2 separate regions of the Sus scrofa genome follow, and region 1 is linked to region 2. A link is a contact called in public HiChIP or PLAC-seq data. All regions are on one chromosome and are shown on one strand. The core of a region is the stretch at or near the end of the contact, and the rest is flanking DNA. Distances in the headings are between cores, read along the strand shown.

The links. HiChIP or PLAC-seq counts read pairs in DNA pulled down with a chosen protein or histone mark.
Region 1: an H3K27ac HiChIP or PLAC-seq map of alveolar macrophages shows a contact between it and region 2. The contact joins the enhancer-like site here to the promoter of KSR1 in region 2. A contact is called at or near these places in 6 of 47 Hi-C or Micro-C datasets (heart right ventricle, liver, skeletal muscle and 1 more) and 2 of 2 datasets of contacts at active chromatin or transcription factors (alveolar macrophages and skeletal muscle).

What each region holds. Positions count from the first base shown.
Region 1 is chr12:44,128,874-44,132,749 of Sscrofa11.1, reverse strand. KSR1 (kinase suppressor of Ras 1) reads right to left here. Exons shown (of 19, transcript XM_021067472.1): 19 at 1-1,497. The coding sequence ends at 1,491. Among named protein-coding and RNA genes, the nearest start is that of LGALS9, 24 kb to the left of the region's middle. Within about 2 kb of position 1,384, at least 4 of the 83 cell types and tissues checked have an H3K27ac peak or open chromatin away from gene starts, as enhancers often do. A contact at or near this core is called in alveolar macrophages, where this site is marked.
Region 2 is chr12:43,925,261-43,928,810 of Sscrofa11.1, reverse strand. It overlaps KSR1 (kinase suppressor of Ras 1), which reads right to left and starts at 1,589. Exons shown (of 19, transcript XM_021067472.1): 1 at 885-1,589.

The DNA.
Region 1 (3,876 bases), core at 135-2,634, 200 kb before region 2:
CTTTCAAACCGGGGTACAACTTTGCTGCTGTTAATGCTGCAAAGAGGAACAGAAACAAGAGTTATAGCCCCACTGGTCTTGATCAGAATTTGGGTGACATTAGCTGACAACGAGTGGACCAGTTTCAAAAGCTCAGCAGAGGACCTAGCCCCGCCAAGAAGTGGGAATGATGATATAGCCAATGGCCTTGAGAGAGCTGCCCCTGGTCACATCTGGCTGGGGGGCTAAGCCTTGGCTACACGCCCTCCTGGAGGGTAGGGGCCTGTTCGTCTCGGGACCCCCAGCACCCCACCACCCAGTAACTGCTGGGGGCATCTGAACTGCTTGCCCACCGCAGCCCGGGAGAACTCTGGCTCTGGATGGAAGTGGGAGGGAAAGGAAACCCGACCCCCAGCACTGAGAGTGACATCACTTGCTCCTTCTCGAAATGGTCCTCAAATGCTGGGTGGCATCAGGGCCATCTGGGAAGCAGCTTGAAATGAGGGCTCTCAGCGTCTACCTCCAGAGATTCAATTTCAGGGCTTGGGAGGGCCCAAGAATCTGCATTTGCTGAGCACTGGATGACCTGTCAGCCCTACTCCAGCTGAATGCTGGCTCGGGGTCTGGTACTTTCCGTCCACACTGGGCAGGTGGAAGGGGAGTCAGACCGCAGGGGGAGGGGGCGGAAGCTTTGTTTCCAGGAGTGAAGTTACCTGGAGACAGACCTCACCCCTCTGCTTCAGGACAGCTCTCCCCAGCATGCAGCCCAGGACCCAGCCCTTCCGAGCTGGTACCTTTTTTTTTTGGCTTTTGTCCTTTTTTAGGGCCACGCCTGCAGCATGTGGAGGTTCCCAGGCTAGGGATCTAATTGGAGCTGTTGCTCTAACCCACACCAGAGCTCACGGATCCTTAACCCACTGAGTGAGGCCAGGGATTGAACCAGCAACCTCATAGTTCCTAGTCAGATTCATTTCCGCTGTGCCACGATGGGAACTCCCCTAAGCTGGTATCTTTCATGGCAACAGAACTTGTGGGGTCCCTGCCCTCAGTCCTCCTGAGGGGACCGCCTGGGCAGCTCTGAAATCATTCCACTCCTTGTTGGACAAGATCCCCACGGGTTAAGAGCCAAGCAACACCCCAGCCCCTGGACCGCGGACACCCGGTGGGGGCCGGTGTGCTGGGGGGCGGGGCTTCTCTCACTGAGCTGTTAGTAAGGAGACAGGACCACCCCACAGATGAAGCGCTAGAGAGATGAAGTCACGTCCAGGGAGGCGGTTCTGGGGGCACTGTTAGGGGGGCCCTCCGTGAAGAGCAGTTACTCAGGCGCACACAGGCCTCGGAGCAGGGAGAGGGCCCGTTTTAACAAAGCAAAAGGAGAAGTCGTAGCAGAGAAGGCCGGAGTGGCAGTGACCGCATCCCCTGGGTTAGTGCGCATCGCTGTTGCGTAGGAGTCGAGGCGCTGAGCGTGGATTAGGAGGAAGGAAGCCCCGGCACATGCAAGGCAGCCAGGCCTACAACCTAAGGGAGGAAAGAGAAGAGGGAGAGCCATGTCAGAACCTGTGCCCCAGGGGAGGGGCAGGGGCAGCGGCAGAGGCCTGGTCAGGCCGGGGGGACAGGGGACCCTCTTTCCCTGCAGTCAGAGAAGAGGACATCCCCACTCCATTCCAGGCGCTTGGATGGGAGCCCGGCACAAAGAGTCGTTCCCAAGCTCTCCCCTGGGACAGGCCACACAATTCCGTGCAGGGGTTGACCAGCAGGCCCACTGCTCCTCAGCCCCTGACTTTCAAAATCAACATTTTGTGGGTTTTTTTTTTTTTTTTTCTTCCCTGCTCCTGAGGCATGCAGGGGTTCCCAGGCCAGGGATCAAACCCACACCAACCATAGCAGGGACTGGAGCCACAGCAGTGACAACACTGGATTCTTAACCCATGGAGCCACCGGGAAACTCCCAAAATCATTTTGGAGTTTACTATTTCTGCTTCCTGCATTCTCTTTTTTTCTTTTTTAGGGCTGCACCTGTGGCATATGGAGATTCCCAGGCTAGGGGTCGAATTGGAGCTGCAGCTGCTGGCCTACACCACGGCCACACAAGGTCTGAGCAGCAACTGCAACCTAGGAGGCAGCTTGTGGCAAAGCCGGGTCCTTAACCCACTGAGCAAAGCCAGGGATCGAACCCACATCCTCACGAACACTATGTTGGATTTTTAACCCACTGAGCCACTACTGGAAGTCCTGCATTCTTTTTAAGTTCTAGCCAGAGGGGACCCTGGGCACTGAGACTGTGATCTGAGCTCTCTCCCACCCGAAGACCCACTGTGTGTGGACAGAGTCCAGCCACATGCCATGGGGCTGCTCTCAGCATGAGAGAAACACGAGCCTGCAGGGCCCTTGCTGGTGGCCACACGAGCTGCCGGAATATCACTTTGGTGTGCGGGAATACAACAGGCCAAGATGGGGAAGCTGGGTGCAGACACAGAACAGGAAGCAGGAGATGCAAAGGGCAGAGAATCAGGGAAACAGCAGAAGACACACTATTCCTCCAGGACGGTACAGTTGTTCTTAAAGTCAAGGTGACCGAAACGTCCTTTCCCGTAGTAGCGGCTCCGCCAGCGCCTGGGAGCGCCCGGAAACCATTTCGCCAGGCGTGGAAGGATCGTGGTCCAGCAGGTGATGGAGAGGCGGTGGAGGAGGGGCCGCAGGAGTCGGGATGGTGGGGAGAGGGGGAGATGACAGGACAGGCCAGAGCATCCGCCACCCCCCCCCAAAAAAAAGGCAACAAGATAGATGGAAAAGAAAAGAGAAAATGAGAATTAGAGGCTTGAGTGTGTAGAAGTAAAAATCATGAACAGAAAGCTTTGACACAGACATTCAGATGAGCTTGAACGGGCTAAAACTGATCACTTGGGGCAGGAACCAACCCCCACTTGTGGCTCAGAAAGGAGACGGTGGAGCTCTATGGCCTTTAGGGAATCCGGAATCATCTCCTGAATGCCAGCAACCCCCCAGCGCAGGCTTCTCTTTTCTTTTTTTGCCTTTCTGTCTTTCTAGGGCCGTGCCCGTAGCATATGGAGGTTCTCAGGCTAGGGGTCCAAGTGGAGCTGTAGCCGCTGGCCTACACCACAGCCATAGCAACTCGGGATCCGAGCCGCTTCTGGGATCTACACCACAGCTCACAGCAACGCTGGATCCTTAACCCACTAAGCAAGGCCAGGGATCAAACCCGCGTCCTCATGGATGCTAGTCAGATTCGTTACTGTTGAGCCACGACGGGAACTCCACAGGCTTCTCTTCTGTGGAGAAAACCAGGCCCTAGTTTGCGAAATGAGCTGCCCAAGGTCTGACCAACCAGACCCTTGAACTTGATGCAAGTCCAGGAGACCCCCAGGCTCCCGGTCTCATCCAGGACAGCTCCTGCTCAAAACCCAGCTTCCATGACCCCTCTCTTCTCGAGACCCTTCCTCAAGCCCCCCAGGTGGTCAGAGAGCCCCGTCTGTGTGCCCACAGAGGCTGTGTCCTTGCCTGGCACTCAGCACTCTGTAACCACTTCCTCCTGCATCCCCTCGCCCATCAAATCATAAATCATGTTACCTGAGCAATTACTACATCCCCGGGGCTGCGAATACAGAGAGGCTGAGAACACAGAGGTGACAAGACCGTAGCCTGCTCTGCGGGCACATAGTGTACGGCTGGTCATCTTTATCTCAGTCAAACCATAAACTCCTTGCTGCTGGGGGCCCGGCCTCGGCTTCCATCTCCTCAGGTGTGGCATAGCTCAGCCATGGCTGGGTAAAACCCACGCCTCTGATGGCAGCATTCTGTTATCTCCTATTTATATTGGACTCTGACCCATTTGAATCTAAGATTACCTCGTAAGCTACAGAATTCCCTCACCCCAAA
Region 2 (3,550 bases), core at 340-2,839:
TTATATTGGAATCTTTTTTTTCCATTGTACCCACAGTATATGGGATTCCTCGGCTAGAGATGGAATCAGAGTCACAGCTGTGACCTATATCACACCTATACCAGATCCTTAACCCATTATGCCACAACCGGAATCCCTACAGAATCTAAAATATGATACACACACAAAAATGACACAAATGAACTTATCCACGAAACAGAAACAGACTCACAGACATAGAGAACAGATTTGTGGTTGCCGAGGGGAAGGAGGGGTAGAGAGGGGGAAATTGGGAAGTTGGGACTAGCAGATGCGAACTATTATATATAGAATGGATAAATGACAACGCCCTACTACACAGCACAGAGAACTACACTGAATATCCTGTGATAAACCATAATGGAAAAGAACGTGAAAAAGAATATATACACATATAACTCGATCACTTTGCTGTACAGCAAAAATGAATACAGCATCGTAAATAAACTATATCTCAATAAAATAAATTACAAAAAAGAAAAAAATCTTCCCCTTTAATCCTTCAGGCCTGCTCTGACAGGCCTAGATCCTAGAGTAAAATCAGCCTAGGCAATAGTAATGGCTAAAATTCACTCATTCATTCATTCATTCAATTCATTCAACAAGTATTTCCTGGGTTCCTAGTTTTCACCAGACAGTTTTCTAGATGTTAGAGATACAGCAGTGCCCAAAGAAAGACAACAGACAGAATCTCTGCCTTCATGGAGCCCAAATTCTGGAAGAGTCTCTAGTGCTTATCAGACGCCAAGCTCTGCTATAAGCATCTTCTGAGTCCGAACTCATTTAATCCTCACAATAACTCTGTACGTTATTATACACCCAGTTTACAGGTGAGGAAATTGAGGCAACAAGATAAGGTACCTTACCTGGTAATAATAATGACCATCATTTCCTGCGTCCTTTCGCCACGTCAGCCGTGGGGGGAAGGGGAGGTATTTTACTGGAATGAGTCTCCCTGCCTCCTGGGAGCCTGGAGGGAAAGCAGAGGAGAGAGGCACCCATCCAGAGGGGCCGGCACTGGGCGCAGAGGGACACCTCCTTGCAAAGCCAGTCAGCTGGGTGCTCAGTCCACGCTGGGGCTGGGTCACCACCCAGTAACTTCAGGCTCCACCTGGGAAGCAAGTGGAGCCCTCAGCTTCTGTAGCTTCCAGGGGGTGACACTGTTTCAGGGCCCAGAAATGATCCGAATCTGGGAAATATTATTGTCTGCAAACCTTGTACTGGAAACATCACGGGGGAGCAGGTTGGCAGCGAGGAGGGAAAAATTAATACCTGCGTGTCTGCAGGGAAAATCACGGGCCTGGGGGGCCCAGAGTGCTGAGTTCCAGTCCCGCGCCTCTCAGGATGGGCTGCTCTGCCTTGTCAAAACACACCCCTCTCCCAGGTCCGGATTTCCCCATCTGTGACCGTTCGGGGTCTGATTTCGGGCAGAGGGTAGGCAAGAGCAAGGTCAGAGGTCTTGTTCTGCTTCCCCTGCTCCTCATCAGCCAGGGAAGGGGGTCCCGGGGGTGGGGGTGGAGGGCGGCCAGGGAAGCGGGCTCCGGCTCTGCTCGCGCGTCCGGGGAAGGCGGGCTCGGCCGCCCCCTGCCGGCCGGGAAGCTCCCAGCGGCCCGAGATCCAGGTCTGCTGAGCTGGGCACTGGATTATGTCACTCGGGAGAAAGGAAATGAGTCATCACCCCCCGGGGGCCTTAGGGCGGCCGGGCCAGTGAGGAGTCGCGGCCACAGGAACCCGGGACAATGGCGGGAAGTGAGAGGAATGTGGGCCTGGCTGCAGCAGCGCGGGCCCCCTCCGTGACCCCTGACCCCAACCCAGCAGAAAGCCTCACACTCCGGGGGGGATAGCTGGGGGCGGGAGGGCAGTTGGAGGCAGCCGGGTGGGGTGGCTGGAGGACGATGGGGTAAAGCCATATGGGGGCGCCCCAACCTGAAGAACCGGCAGGTCATCTTTCCATCGGCCTAGCCCGGCCCCCTAGTGGCTCCCCATTGTCCCTGGAATAGTGCTCAAACTTGACGGAAGATCAGAATAATCCCATGGGCTGGTTAAAACCCAGATCTCCAGGCCCCCCACCAGAGTAGGTCAGGGCTGGGGCAACAGCAGTGCATTTTTAACAAACTCCTAGTAGCTGATGCTGAGGCAGGAGTCCTGGGACCACGACCCAAGCCACTTAGCTGGCCTATTGTTCTGTGTGTCCAGCCTCACCTCTCTCCACTTCCTACCTCCTGCACACATGCTCTAGCAAGACTCAACTACTTGCTCTTTGCTATTTCTTTCTTCTGTGTGTTTACACTGGCTGTTTCCTTTGATGGAAATACCTTCCCCTCATTTCACTGCTGCCCAAACTGGCTGACTTCTACCAACACTTAAAAATCTCCTCCATGATGTACATCAAAGGGCACAAATAACAGAGTGAAGAGGCCGCCCACAGGTCAGGAGAAAATACTTGCAAACTCTACACGATAAGGGGTCGCTATCCAGAATATATAAAGAACTCCTATGAACCAACAACCAAAAAACACGCCACAGGATTTTTAAACGGGCAAAGGATTTGAATAGACATTTCTCCAAAGAAGATCCAGGAATGGCCCATAAGCCCAAGAAAACATACCCGATATCGCTAATCTTTAAAGAAATGCAAATCAAAACCGCAATGAGATACCACTTCACCCATTAGGATAGCTATTATGGAACACCAAGTCATCTGAAGTGTTGAAAAGGATGTGGAGAAACTGGAACACTTGTGCACTGTTGGCGGGGACGCAAAATGGTGTGGCTGCTGTCAAAAACAGTATATGGTGGTTGCTCAAAATGAGGAATATGATCCAGTGATTCTATTTCTGCATATATACCAGAAAGAATTGAAAGCAGATACTTGAAGAGATATTTGTACTCCCATGTTCATAGCAGCTTTATTCACAGCAGCTAAAAGGCAGAAGAAATCCAAGTATCGATTGACTGAAAGGATAACAAAATGTGGAGTATAAATACAATGGAATATTATTTAGACTTAAAAAGGAAGGAAATTCTGCAGTTCCCACTGTGGCGGATCCAGCCTTGCAGCAGCTGTGGCATAGGTCACAGCTGCAGTTTGGATTTGATCCCTGGCCTGGGAACTTTCACATGCTTAGGGTGCTGCCCCCCCCCAAAAAAAAGGAAGGAAATTCTGACACATAATACAACATAGACGAACCTTGAAGACATGAAGCTAAGTGAAATAAGCCAGTCACCAAAGGACAAAAATGATAAGTTTCCACTCATAGGAGGTACCGAGGCAGTCAAATTTTAGAGGCAAAAGAATTGCCAGGGGCAGAGTGGGGAAGGGGAGGTTGGGGAGTTACTGTCTAATGGGTAGTTTCAGTTTTTCAAGTTGAAGCATTCTGGGGACGGATGGTAGTGACAGTTGCACAGCAGGGTGAGTGTACTTAGAGCCACTGAACTGTACACTTAAAAATGGCTATGACGATAAATTTTAGGTCATGTGTATTTCACCATAATTAAAATTGGAATTTAATTAAAATTAAAACAGTCTCCC